2 separate regions of the Zea mays genome follow, and region 2 is linked to region 1. The links are chromatin contacts, called in public Hi-C maps. All regions are on one chromosome and are shown on one strand. The core of a region is the stretch at or near the end of the contact, and the rest is flanking DNA. Distances in the headings are between cores, read along the strand shown.

Region 1 (7,255 bases), core at 2,129-4,628:
GTATTTCTCCGACCAGGGGTTGGTCCGCCCATACCTGCCCGACGTCCCGACGGATCGGCTCAAGCGCTCCTGTTCCCTCGTTGAGCCTGGCCTGCGCCTCGCGGACTAGCTCGAGTTGTGGGTCGTAACCCCCCGCCGGAGCGGGGACCACAGCTAGCTCCCGTGGGATGTCGGCGCGAGGCACCGGCCTAGGAAGATCACCGTCCTCCGGCATGCCGAGACGGTTGCCTTCGGAGGGATCCCCTAGCTCAATGTGGAAACATTCGCGGCTTGGGCCGCAGCTCTCGTCGCCAAGGTTGCGGCTTCCGTCGGAACCGTCGGATAGGCAGTAGTCACATGCGGTCATGAAGTCCCGCATGGCACTGGGGTTGCCAAGTCCGGAGAAATCCCGACAGACGCTGGGGTCGTCATCTTCCTCGGACCCAGAGGGCCCGTAGGTTGAGACGTCCGTCAGCCGGTCCCAAGGCGACCGTATACGAAACCCCAGTGGGGTTGCACTCGCCTCAATGAGAGCACCCGCCAAAACGAGGTCGTTTGGCGGGTTGAGGCCGAGTCGAAATGACGCAAGATGGGAGTTAGCCGGTACCTTTTGGTCGACGAGGAGCGACGTAGTCACATCGGGGACTGGTTGCACCGTCATCTCAGGTACGAGGGCGACGTCCTGCAGGCTTTCCGCGAGCGCGCCGGCGTCGTCTTCTTGCTCGGAGTCAGCGTGTCGCGGGGGGACGGCGCTTGCCTTCGTCTTGCACGCGAGGTCGACGTCCGGCGTGCCTTCCGTCGGGGCGTCGGGGGCGTCGATTCGCTCGACGGCCAACGAAGCGCGGCCTCCCGCTTGGCCTTGATGGCCCCGCCTCCTCCTCCGTTGGCGGGGGAGAGAACGGAGCGAGCTCGAATGTTGTTCTTCCACCACGCGGGGAAGGTGTCGTCGATTCCGCCGCCGGCGAGCGGATTGTCGGCCGCCATTGTCGTTGTCGCGTGGCGGTGGAAGAAGTATCATGTCATAGCTGCCGTCGAAGGACATGAACTCAAGAGTCCTGAAATGAAGCACCGCCCCGGGCCGGAGAGGTCGCTGGAGATTGCCCATCTGGAGCTTGACGGGGAGCTGTTCGTCAGCATGCAGCGTGCCCCTACCTGGCGCGCCAACTGTCGGCGTTTCGAGACAGGGGGGTCCCAAAGCCGACGAGTGAGTGTGCTGCGTGCCCCAGCCCAGATGGGTTGGCCGCGCGGGACCGAGGACGGGACATGCGCTCTCTTGGGGCCGCTCGCTTCCCTCACCCGCGTGGACGCTTGTAACCCCCCTACTGCAAGCGCACCCGACCTGGGCGCGGGACGAACACGAAGGCCGCGGGACTTCCACCTCTCTCACGCTCGACTCCGGCCACCTCGCCTCTCCCCCCTTCGCGCTCGCCCACGCGCTCGACCCATCTGGGCTGGGGCACGCAGCACACTCACTCGTCGGCTTTGGGACCCCCCTGTCTTGAAACGCCGACAGCGCCTGTCCCGTCCTCGGTCCCGCGCGGCCAACCTTCTCTAAGAAGGCCCTGGTCCTCCCTTTTATAGTCGTAAGGAGAGGATCCAGGTGTACAATGGGGGTGTAGCAGAGTGCTACGTGTCTAGCGGAGAGATAGCTAGCGCCCTAGGTACATGCCAATGTGGCAGCCGGAGAGGTCTTGGCACCTTGCTGGCGTGATGTCGTGGCTGTCGGAGGTGCGACGAAGCCTGGCGGAGGGACAGCTGTTGGAGCGGTCGAGTCCTTGCTGACGTCGCCCTGCTTCCGTAAGAGAGCTGGGGGCCGCCGTCGTCACAGAGCTTGTGGAGCGCCATCATTGCCCATCTGGCGGAGCTGGCCGGATGGGACGCTGGTCTTGTTCTCCGTGACCCGAGTCGATTCGGGGTAGGATAATGATGGCGCCTCCTGTTGACGTGGCGGGTCTGTGCCCTAGGCGGGGTGACGTGGGGGCTCCTCCGAAGCCGAGGTTGAGTCTGTCTTCTGTTGCCGAGGCCGAGTCCGAGCCATGGGGTCGGGCGAGGCGGAGGTCGTTTGGCCGAGGCCAGGGCGGAGTCCGAGCCCTGGGGTCGGGCGAGGCGGAGTTTCGTCGTCTTCCGGGTCTTAGCCCGAGTCCGAGCCCTGGGGTCGGGCGGAGCGGAGTTCGCCGTCTTCCGGGTCTTAGCCCGAGTCCGAGCCCTAGGGTCGGGCGAGGCGGAGGTCGTTTGGCCGAGGCCAGGGCGGAGTCCGAGCCCTGGGGTCGGGCGAGGCGGAGTTTCGTCGTCTTCCGGGTCTTAGCCCGAGTCCGAGCCCTGGGGTCGGGCGGAGCGGAGTTTGCCGTCTTCCGGGTCTTAGCCCGAGTCCGAGCCCTGGGGTCGGGCGGAGCGGAGTTCGCCGTCTTCCGGGTCTTAGCCCGAGTCCGAGCCCTGGGGTCGGGCGGAGCGGAGTTCGCCGTCTTCCGGGTCTTAGCCCGAGTCCGAGCCCTGGGGTCGGGCGGGGCGGAGGTCGTTTGGCCGAGGCCAGGGCGGAGTCCGAGCCCTGGGGTCGGGCGAGGCGGAGTTTCGTCGTCTTCCGGGTCTTAGCCCGAGTCCGAGCCCTGGGGTCGGGCGGAGCGGAGTTCGCCGTCTTCCGGGTCTTAGCCCGAGTCCGAGCCCTGGGGTCGGGCGGAGCGGAGTTCGCCGTCTTCCGGGTCTTAGCCCGAGTCCGAGCCCTGGGGTCGGGCGGAGCGGAGTTCGCCGTCTTCCGGGTCTTAGCCCGAGTCCGAGCCCTGGGGTCGGGCGGAGCGGAGTTCGCCGTCTTCCGGGTCTTAGCCCGAGTCCGAGCCCTGGGGTCGGGCGGAGCGGAGTTCGCCGTCTTCCGGGTCTTAGCCCGAGTCCGAGCCCTGGGGTCGGGCGGAGCGGAGTTCGCCGTGGCGCCTTTGGCAAGGCCTGACTGTCTGTCTGACTCACCCTTTGCGTTAAATGCTCCTGCAACTCGGTCAGTCGGTGTGGCGATTTAGTCAGGGTTGCTTCTGAGCGAAGCCAAGGCCTCGGGCGAGCCGGTGATGTGTCCGCCGTAAAAAGGGGGGCCTCGGGCGAGACGGAAGTCTCTCGAGGTCGGCTGCCCTTGGCCGAGGCTAGGCTCGGGTGAAGCGTGATCGAGTCACTCGTGTGGACTGATCCCTGACTTAATCGTACCCATCAGACCTTTGCAGCTTTATGCTGATGGGGGTTACCAGCTGAGAATTAGGCGTCTTGAGGGTACCCCTAATTATGGTCCCCGACACCATCCTCGCCCTTCGTCGAACACTACATCGCGCGCCGTGCGCACACACTGTGTTCCTGGGTCAAGGATGCAGTAGATCTTTGAGCCCTCTGCATAGCCAACGAACACCCCTGGGGTGCTCCTGTTGTCGAGCTTGTCGATGTGGCCAAGCTCCTTGGTGAACGTGAGGCAGCCAAAGACCTGTAGGTGAGAGACCGTCGACTTAGGCCCATGCCAAGCCTCGTACGATGTTATCCCGTTGAATATCTTGGTGTGCGAGCGGTTGAGAATATAGACCGCTGTCACCACCGCCTCTTCCCAAATCAAGTGTAAACCGAATGGATCATTACCCATTCATCACTAGTGGTAGCACATACGGCGACCCAAATCCTCGGTCCTCGGATCTGGCTGGCTGCAGGCTGCTCGCCGTAGGTGGTAGTGGTAGCACCATAGTAGTTATCAGTGGTGTAGTTTGTAATTGTAAAGGTGAAATGTTATTCCAAGTGGACAATGATCTTTGTAATCATATTAAAGCTATAATACAAGTAATCAATCCTATTGCAGGTTGCTGAACAAGGTCACAAAGGATGGGATTGAGACCACTCGAGGTTCCGAGCTCCCGCAATCACCAGTGAGGTATGTCGGAGAACTTTTCTTATAAGTTATGCGGATACGACCCAAAGTGCTAGGGAGCAGCATCGTGTTCCTCGTGCCGCAATTTCTCGCTCGCCTCAGTTCCGCCTCCCTGACTCACCAGGACTGGGGATTCGCTGATCAGATGCGGTGTGTGGGGCCTTGCTCAGCGGCGGGGCTGGGAGGTCCGAGCGGAATAGATGTCGATGGCATGGCGGTTGCTCCGCACAATCCATTTCCGGCATCTGAGGTAAACGAGCGAGGGCTTTCATCTCACCACCTGTACTGCACTGATTTTTCTTTCGGTCTAACTGATTGATTCAATCAATTTCAGCCCAGGTGTCAGGCGAGCATCCAAGATTGTAGACCAAGGCTTTACCAATAATGCCCCAGAGCTGAGTACCAACAAAGGGAGTTTGCTGAGGTGTAGCAGCATCCGCTTCGGGGAGAAGCGGAACTCAATTTTTGCTTGCGCTCCAGACAATTTGGAGCAGAAATCTGGACAAACGTTCGAAGCTGATGCCCATTCTGCGCTAAAATTGTGCTCTGGTATCGGGAGTGTAGTTATAGCCAAGTGTTCTCACATATTTGAGAGAAATGGGGACACCTTTGATGGGAACTGCAGTTTGCAAGATATCCTCAAGCCTGGTTTATGGCTCTCACCGGAGACCCTCCGCCGGTTTTGGCGTGTCTCTGAGCTGAAGCCTAAGGATTTTCTTGACATTTTGAATGGTTTTGGACTCAGTGCCGTAAAAGTGAGAAATGCAAGATTTCTATGGAATTTGTACAGGTGGACATCGCGGCAGAGCAAAGAGTTCCAACATCTGCCAAGGTCAAATGAGACAATGGTATCCATACTTGCAGATGCTCATATGCTCAGTCAAGCAGAATCACTACTGCTTTCATTGATTGATCATATGACTCCAGCTGTTTCTAGTGAACTATTCAGTCAGATTATCCAGGTGTATTCAGAAGCAGGCAACCTTGGGAAATCAGTTGCACTTTATGATTATGCAAGGGGCAAGCATTTGATTCCTTCAGCTTCATGCTATCAAGTACTTCTTCATTTTCTAACCAGAAACAGAAAGGATGAATTGATTTTGAGAGTATATCTGGACATGCTTGAAGTTGGATTTGGTTCTTGCACCGAAGGAAATATTCTTGATTCTGTTGTCATGGCTTTAATCAGGAAAGGTAAACTTTTGGAAGCTCTTGGTATTCTTCGGCAATTAAAGAGTTTGGGTCTTAAATTAAGCAAGGGAGCCTTGTCAAATATAGTTGAAGAATTTAACAAGAAAAAGGATATTGGGGATCTGATGAATTTCTTGGAAGATTGGAGGTGTATACCTGAGTTGCGTCTTTGCAACAGAATCCTTGCGTCTTTGTGCACAAATCTTGGTACTTGTCAGGCATGGTTGGTCTTCCAAAGTTTGGAGGCCTTAGGGTTTGCTCCAGATGCTACGACTTTTGGAATTTTCATTTTTCACAGCTGTAGAGAAATGAAACTAAAATCTGCACTTGTATATTTATCAGAGTGCTTTGCTAGGCATGTTAAACCTGGAGTGTGTGCCTATAATGCTATTTTAGGTGGTGTTTTCAGGGAGGGGCTATATAGACATGCAAAGTATATATTTGAAGACATGATTGAAAGAGAAGTAACACCCAATCTTTCAACATATAAGATAATTCTTGCAGGGTATTGCAGGTATAGGCGGTTTGATGATATTGAACAAGTCTTGAGGCACATGAAAACCAATGGTGTAAATGTTCTTCTCTCTGGAAACTGTGTGCTCTCCAAGGCCTTATCATTCTTGGGGCTAGATCACCTAGGGGTGAAAATCAAGAGAGATAATGTCACTGGTTTCCCAAAAGCTGAGTTTTTTGATTCAGTTGGCAATGGATTGTATTTGGACACTGATTCCAAAATGTTTGAGGTTTCATTGTCACAAGTTTTGGATAGCGCACTTCTCCCAGATATTAACTCAGAGCTAATCAGGGCATCTCAGCAAGGCGATGTTGCAAGTGCTCTTCTTGTGAAAGACAAAGCTTTTCAATGGGGATATGACATTTCACCAGATAGCTGCTCTGAGCTATTCAAGGCCTTATGTGTGAGCCCTGCTTATGTTATAGATGTCATTGACCTTATGGAGGAGATGCCAGATATACTTTACAAACTTGATGCTCAAAATCTAGATTTGGTTGCCCAAACATTGAGTAGGAATGGAATGTCTGCTCATGCAAAACTGGTTTTAGAAAAAATGTTGAGAGAAGACTTGTCAATCAGTCACAATACATATACTTATTTAATGATAGGTTTATGCGAAGAAAGGAACATAGCAGGGTTTTGGGAATGTTGGAATCTTGCAACAAAGTGCAGATGGTCACCTGATAGCAAGGATATGATGGGCCTCATCAGTTACTTGTGCAAATGGGGAGTGATTGAGGAAGCCCTGAAACTTATGAACTCTTTATTTGACTGCTACCATGATCTGTTTTTTAGTGCATATTGTGCACTTCTCAAAGAGTTGTGCAGGACAGGTCATACCAGCATTGGATGCGCAATGTTGGAGGCTCTCAAAGAAAAGGGTGTGGCTGTGGATCGATCATTATTCTTTTATGTGATGGAGGGCTTCCTAAAGGAGCAAAGAACTGCTGAATCAATTGGAATGCATGACATGTGGCTTAGCAAAAGCAAAGAACTTGATGTTTTTACTTACCGATCTGTGTTGCCTTCATTACCATGGCTGGACACAGATCGAGCCAAGAACTTGGTAGAATCTATGCTGACCGTGAAACTTACTGAATTCTCATATCGCGGTTGCATTGTGAATGAATTAATGCAAACAAGGAATATAAAATGGGCCATTCCAGTCTTGCAAGAATCAGCTCCTGGGAAGCTCAGTGCCACTTTGTTAAATTCCTTACTTCAAGCCTATGGTTGGCTAAAAAATTGGAGAAAGTTAGATGCAGTTCTTTGCAAGATGCTAAAGATGCATGCCACCCTTTCTATATCTAGCTACCGCTTTCTTGTGTGCAGAATGTGTGAGCAAAGTCGTTTTTCTAGCGCTTCAAGCCTTAGAGCACTTTTCCAACATACTGACAAGTCAAGAGAACTGATTGCATGCAACATTCTAATATTTTATCTTTTTCAAAGAAGAAACAGCTCACAGATTCATGATTTATTGAAGGACATTGAAGGTAATGGTATTTCTCTTGACAAAACCACATATGATTTCCTTGTCTATGGATTTCACAAATCTGGGGATATCAATGATTCAGTTAATGCGCTTGATGCCTGCATTGCTCAGGGAATAAAACCAAGCAACCGCAGTCTCAGAATAGTGTTAAGTCATTACTGCAGGCTAGGAAACCATGAGAAATCACTAGCATTAT
Region 2 (7,255 bases), core at 2,505-5,004, 330 kb after region 1:
GTGCCCTCCTCCGTTCGCACTGCCCTCGCCGACCCACATTGGCGTCGTGCTATGGAGGAGGAGTACGCGACCCTCTTGGCCAACCACACCTGGGACCTGGTGCCGCGTCCACCAGGCACCAACGTGGTCACCGGCAAGTGGCTATTTCGCCACAAGCTGACCTCGGACGGCTCCCTCGACCGCTACAAGGCCCGTTGGGTCCTTCGGGGCTTCACCCAGCGCCCCGGAGTGGACTACGACGAGACCTTCAGCCCTGTCGTCAAGTTCGCCACTGTTCGCGCCGTCCTCTCCCTCGCCCTCTCCCGCGACTAGGCGATCCATCAGCTCGATGTCAAGAATGCCTTCCTCCATGGCACTCTGGCGGAGACTGTCTACTGCAGCCAGCCCACCGGCTTCGTCGACGCTGACCGCCCGGATCTGGTTTGCCGGCTGAATAGGTCCCTGTACGGCCTCAAGCAGGCGGCACGGGCTTGGTACAGTCGCTTCGCCTCCTACCTGGCCTCCATCGGCTTCGTCGAGGCCAAGTCGGACACGTCCCTGTTCATCTATCGGCGCGGCGACGACACCGTCTACCTCCTGCTCTACGTTGACGACATTGTGCTCACGGCATCCACCGCCGACCTTCTACACCGCACGATCGTCGCCCTTCAGCGGGAGTTCGCGATGAAGGACCTGGGGCCCCTACACCACTTCCTCGGCATCACCGCCGAACGTCGGCCTCAGGGTCTCTTCCTCCACCAGCGCCAGTACGCCATCGACATCCTGGAGCGGGCTGGCATGTCTGACTGCAAGCCCTGCTCCACGCCTGTCGACACTCATGCGAAGCTCTCTGCGGACGACGGGCCTCCGGTCGCCGACGCGACGTCATACCGGAGCCTCACCGGCGCGCTCCAGTACCTCACGTTCTCCAGGCCCGACATCGCTTACGCCGTCCAGCAGGTGTGCCTGCATATGCACACTCCGCGGGAGCCCCATCTCACTGCGCTCAAGCGGATTCTGCGCTACCTCCGCGGCTACCTCGAGTACGGCCTCCTACTCCGCCCATCCCCGACGTCGGAGCTCGTGGTCTACACCGACGCTGACTGGGCTAGCTGTCCCGACACGCGTCGGTCCACCTCCGGCTACGCCGTGTTCCTGGGCGCCAACCTCGTCTCTTGGGCCGCCAAGAGGCAGCCCGTCGTCTCTCGCTCCAGCGCTGAGGCCGAGTACCGTGTCGTGGCCAACGGTGTGGCAGAGGCCTCCTGGCTGCGCCAGCTCCTCCACGAGCTCCACAGTCCTCTTCAGCACGCCACTCTCGTCTACTGCGACAACGTCAGTGCGGTCTACCTCTCCACCAACCCCGTGCAGCATCAGCGCACGAAGCACGTAGAGATCGACCTACACTTCGTCCGCGAGCGTGTCGCTGCCGGTGACGTTCGGGTTCTCAGCGTCCCCACCATGCTGCAGTTCGCCGACATCTTCACTAAGGGACTACCGTCGAGTGTATTCTTAGACTTTCGATCCAGTCTCAACATCTGTACAGGATAGAGTTGTGACTGCGGGGGGTGTTAGACTACCCGTCTAGGATTCTAGGGTTTGGGGTGTTCCCCGTGTAATTACCGTCTCAACCCTCATTGTAATGGGCCTGGCCCAGTTACTAAGTCTATTAATACTACTCCTCATCCCTGGTTAGGGGTATAGGTTCGTATTCCAACAAATATACGTGCCAAATGACATGACACCATCCAGGTACTGGCAATGGAGAAGCTGCTATGTACCTACGTCGGCCATGGGAGCCCTTCGGGAGGTTTTTTTTTCACAAGCTTTTATGGATCACTGCATAGAGCCCGTTGGGTGGCATAACCGGGACAAACCTGAGAATGAGCAAATTGCCAGCTGCTATGAGTACAGGTCCCAGCCTTGTCTTCCTGTTTCTCGTTGTTCATGAATGCGAGTGTTACTTGAACTTCAAAATGACGATGTCCTTTTGCGCTTACTGGTTATTTTCTACTAGTACTTTCTAGCTCTTCTCGGGTACTCATGAGTCATGACGGGATGACTTGCTGCTGAATAGGTAAGTTTGGCAATTGGTATTGACACCTGTTATTGGCATTCTTCTCAGGTGCTCCGGTCCAGGATCCAGCATATCTGAACGGTGATGAAGCTATACCGTTCCTTATACAAACTTTCATTGATCCGGATATCGAGAATCCATGGGCGTGTTCGGCTGGCTACAAGCCGACACTGTTGCAGCTGTTTGGACTGCTGCAGCTGCAATCCATAGAGAGAAAAATACTGTAGAAGCCGCAGCCGCAGCCGGATTGCAGCCGCAGCAAGCCGCAGCGAACAAGCTGCATGGTTGGTCCACAGGTTGGGAACTCGAGTCCCAGTTTCAGCGTCCGTAGCATATAGCTCCTACTAATGTTCACTTCAGTGATTTCGTGTATTATATTATATGAATATTCATATTATAAAGGGGATGTAAGGAGATCTGAGCAGTAGGTACTGGAATCGTGTATAGAGTACGGAGAAACTGTCCTTGTTAGTGAAATATGAACTGCCTGTTGATCAAGGACTGATGGATCATACAGAATACAGAATACAGAATCCGCATGGAATGTGACCAACTTCCCTGTCTCCTGAGAACTGTCAATGCAAGCCCTGGTGCCTCCTTTCTGGGGGCGACACTACAGTTGCAGCCTATCTTGGCAGGAACCCGTGCTGTGAGACCGGAACCTCGAACGCCATCATCTTGTCGCCTCGAGCAAAGCCGTTGCGGTCGTAGGAGACCTCGGAGATGCCCAACTCGTTGCACACCCTGACGAGCTCCTCCCCGACCTTCCGGGCAGCCTCCTGTGCAGGGCGAGCCGGCGAGGCGAACTCAAGCTCAAGAGTCCCGCCGGAATACAAACCAAATTCCAGATGGAGAAGACGACGGCGGCGGCTTACCACGGTGCCACAGGGCGGGTCGCCGCAGATGGACTTCTGCAGCGTGCTGCCATAGAAGAGGATCTTCTTGTTGTGGTCGTCGGCGAGCACAGCGTAGAGCTGCCGGTTGGAGCAGAACACCGAGAGTCTGGGCTTCGTCGCCGTGCCGTTGAACTGCATACAGCGAGAGTCGGCGGAACGGCGGTTTGGTTACACCGGCTGCCTGGTAGCTGGCCTTATCCTGAAATTTGAGAACCAGGTGGAGCACCGGAACGTACCTTCTTCTGCAGCCGACGGTTCCTGACCTTGGCGCTCTCAGTTCGCGCGCCTCGCCTCGCCGTCGCCTCGATCCTGGGGTACTCGCGCCGGGGCGCGCCGGGGCCTGCACGCGTCAGACAGAGATAAGAGCGCGCGTGGGCGTCGCCGAGCTAGCGAGCGCGGAACAGCGTGTATGCGGTGGCTCTGCTCACCTGGATGTGGCGGAAGCGAGAAGTCGAGGATAAACCTGGAGCCTGTCAGCGAGGTCGGAGGGTGGCGGACCGGGAGCGCGGGGCGCGGCGATAACGGCTGGGCTAGCGCGGCGCGTAGCAGCGCCATAGCCAGTGCGCCAATTCGTCGAACAGGTTCCGCGCGCGCAGTTCTGGCCTTCGTTGGGTTGGCAGTTGGCTTCAGTTTACCATTCCGTTTTACCCCACCACCACCAGGGGAAAAAAATTTGTTGCAGCCCGGTTACAAACCAGGCTGTTTGCAGCCCCTAACAAAAAAGAGGATAGACCTCACCTGCAAGTCTACTAGATAACGTTTTAGTTGTGTTATTGGCCTACAGGTGGGGCCTATCCTCATTTTTGTGAGGGGCTGCAAACAGCCTAGTTTGCAGCCGGGCTGCAGCAAATTTTTTTCCCCACCAGGCACCAGCCGCAGCGCCCGCACACTCCGCACCGCACCGTCGCCCTTGCCCTGAAAAAAAGAAGAGAGAGAGAAGCACTCCGAGATCTGGTCTTCTCGGTGTCCAACGGTCCACAGCCCAACCCTCTCGAGTCTCGTCTTCTCCCCCGGACTCCGAGATCTTGCCGATCTGCACCGACGCCGCGGTCCGCGGCCATGGCGGTGCCCTCTCCCGCCCCGCGGTCCCCGCGCCGACCGGATGCCATTGTGGCCCCGGACCCCTCGTCCGCTGACGTGCCACCATCCCTCGACTTCGGCGACCCGGCCTCCCTCGCCGCGCTCCGAGTCCTCACCGACGCGGGTGCCGCCACCCGCCTCCTCCACGAGTGCGTGGCCTACCAGCGCGGGCTCGACGCCCGTCTCGACGCTCTCCTCGCCCGCCGTGCTGACCTCGACCGCGCCGCTGCTTCGCTCCTCCGCTCTGCCCCGCCTCTGCTCTCGCTCGCGGCTTCCGACGCCGCCGCGCTTAAGGAATCCTCCTCCACCACCGCGGCGCTCGCCGACGCGCTCTCGTCCCGCGTCCGCCATCTCGACGCGGCGCACTCCAGGGCGGACGCTGCGCTGGCACGTGCCGAGGCCGCGCTCGATCGTTCTCGCGCGCTCGAAGCCGCGCGGCGGGCCTTGGCCGCCGACGACCTCGCCGCCGCCGCCACCGCCGTGCACGAATTCCTCGCTATCGACGCTCGGTTCCCCACCGACGACGATCTCCGCCGCGATCTGCTTGACATGAAACGTCGCCTCGAGGGGCTCGCGCGTCGGAGGCTAGCGGCGGTCGTTGATGCACAGGACCATCCTGCTGTGCTTCGCCTCGTCCGCCTATTCCCACTGCTCGGACTCGCTGATGAAGGACTCCAGGTCTACGTCGCCTACCTGAAGAAGGTTGTCGCTCTGCGTGCCCGCGCAGACTTTGAGCACCTCGCGGAGCTGACCTCCGCGACCCAGCCGACCTCTGAGCGGCCGGATTTTGTTGGCTGCCTCACCCGTCTCTTTAAGGACATTGTGCTCGCTGTTGAGGAGAATGATGCTGTGCTTCGTGAGCTCAGGGGAGACGATGGTGTTGCTTATGCCATCATTGAGCTGCAGGAGGAGTGTGATTCGCGGGGCACCCAGATACTACGCCGTTATGCTGATTACAGGAAGCTTGCACGACTTGCATCGGATATAAACTCCTATACAAAGAACCTCCTTTCGGTCATGGGTTCCATGGCCAGTGCTGCTGGAGGTAGTGAAGGGCCTGATCCCAGGGAAATTGAGCTTTATCTTGAGGAGATTCTTGCGTTGACCCAGCTTGGTGAGGACTACACTGAATTTATGGTGAACAAGATCCGTGGATTGAGAGATGTCAAGCCTGAGCTTGGGCCGCGGGCGATGAAGGCCTTCCGTAATGGTAACTTCTATAAAACGGAGCAGGATCTGACTGGGTTCTATGTGATCTTTGAGGAGTTTTTCATGGTGGAGAATGTGAGGAAAGCCATACGGATTGATGAGCCCATATCAGATGGTCTCACAACGTCTATGGTGGATGATGTATTCTTTGTACTGCAGAGTTGCTGCCGCCGGGCTGCTTCCACTGCAAGCATAAACTCTGTTCTTGCTGTGCTTGGTGGGGCAATGAGCCTTCTAAGCAATGAGTATCAGGAGGCACTACAGTGGAGGATGCGGGAGCCAAATTTGGGTGCAAAGCTCTTCCTTGGTGGTGTTGGAGTGCAGAAGACAGGTGAGGAGATTGCGACTGCACTGAACAACATTGACATTAGCTCTGAGTATGTTCTGAAGCTCCGTCATGAGATTGAGGAGCTCTGCGTGGAGGTGAGTCTAGTATTCTTTGATTATATGCATTTGTTTAAGCCTAAAGTGGGATATGTTTTAACAATTATGCCATATATGCATTTCATCAGTTCAATTTATGGATATGTGCATTTCTGCAGTTATATAATGTGTTCTTAATTGCAGATTGTTTGATTTAAAACGAAGGTGTTCACAATGTTTTAGCATTCTATGAAAATTAGTTGATCGTAATAGAGTAAATTTCAGAAACCTAAAACTTTTTATGGCAGTGATAAATCATTTGGCTTACATATTTGTCTAGCCGTGTACACCTACGTTTATCAATAACTATCCATGTGAGTTGGTGATAGTGTCTCCTGTGTGCCGCCGCCGCCGCTGTCATTTGATCTCTATGCATCTTATGTAATAGAGAATCTCATAACTCACAAATAATGTGTTTCATTGTCTTAGTAAAATTAGTTTGGCATTGCTTAATTCTATCATGCTAATGAGAAATGATTGCTTAACCTAATGTATTTGACTATTTGTCATCTGGAAAATACCAAATTGTTAGAAGTAAATGATGGAACTAGCAACTTTCTAAGTAGGACAGCATTATGTTACACACGCTGATAGCAGCATTTTGTATACTGCTTTATGGTCACTCCTGTCATAGGAACTGTCTTTTGAGTTTGTCATAGCAAAACCGTTAAACTTGGTGCCTGATAAACAATTTTGCAAACTAAATCACTAAATTTACTATGTAGAACCGACAGTAATGACAAATGATGCGTGAAGTGTGGAATGTATGGTTGATCCATGTTAGGAAAAGGTATATGCTGCAGCAAAAGATGATGTCTTGCATTGAGCCCTTACACAGTTTATATAGAGTACATGACGTAAGAGATAAGGCAACCAACAGGTACATATGGCAGCCTATGAAACACAATATCTAGACTATCTACTAAATATACTCTAATAATTTAGTGTTCTTGTCTGTGGGAACCTGTGATCTAGTGAATAGAGCAGCTTGCTTATGAGTAATCTTGCAAGAAGAATAATGTACAGAATGCCACTGGCAAGCAAGATATGCATCAGGACCACCTTAAACTTTTATTGAGCAGTATTTAAAACAGTGTGCCAAAAATGAAGCTTGTTTACATTTATCTGAAATACTTTTTGAAAATAGATCTTGAAATGAGGCAAATGAATCATAGGCTTGTAACAGCATGTACTGTATGGTACACAGATAACAAACTAGTCTATACAATTTACATGGTCTAGCCAGCAAAACATGCATCCCTATATGTGACTAAAATTGTAAAAATATCTGCAGGACTACAATAACAACACTTGAGCATCTTCATTTGCATCTATTGGATAGATTCTTGAACCTTATACCAAATTCCTATATAGTGCCCAGGCCCGTTGGAATGCATGAATTTCACAAGAATCTGTTCAATTTCACAGGAAAAACACAACAATAGAGTTGGGGGGAAAAATCCTGTGTTCCAATATACCTTGAATTTGGCTACATTGTTTAACATAACTTTGGTTTGCTGAGGTTTAGAGCAAAAGTTCACGTCTGATTTTGGTCAGTTGATTTTTGTTCCTCTATGCTCTCCTATAATTTGTA

What was found. A called contact is a pair of places that touch in the nucleus more often than the background predicts.
Region 2: a contact with region 1 is called in a Hi-C map of ear, with 2.0 times the contacts expected there. The contact joins the promoter of LOC103631772 here to the promoter of LOC103631768 in region 1. A contact is called at or near these places in 2 of 25 Hi-C or Micro-C datasets (ear and leaf).

The regions. Positions count from the first base shown.
Region 1 is chr1:14,579,304-14,586,558 of Zm-B73-REFERENCE-NAM-5.0, forward strand. LOC103631768 (pentatricopeptide repeat-containing protein At5g15280, mitochondrial) reads left to right here and starts at 3,379. Exons shown (of 8, transcript XR_004852883.1): 1 at 3,379-3,715; 2 at 3,794-3,865; 3 at 3,987-4,112; 4 at 4,197-7,255.
Region 2 is chr1:14,904,939-14,912,193 of Zm-B73-REFERENCE-NAM-5.0, forward strand. It overlaps LOC103631772 (conserved oligomeric Golgi complex subunit 4), which reads left to right and starts at 3,755. Exons shown (of 2, transcript XM_008653243.3): 1 at 3,755-5,661. The coding sequence starts at 4,009. It overlaps LOC103631773 (50S ribosomal protein L18, chloroplastic-like), which reads right to left and starts at 3,861. Exons shown (of 4, transcript XM_008653247.4): 1 at 3,378-3,861; 2 at 3,186-3,289; 3 at 2,929-3,081; 4 at 2,483-2,832. The coding sequence starts at 3,504. The coding sequence ends at 2,680.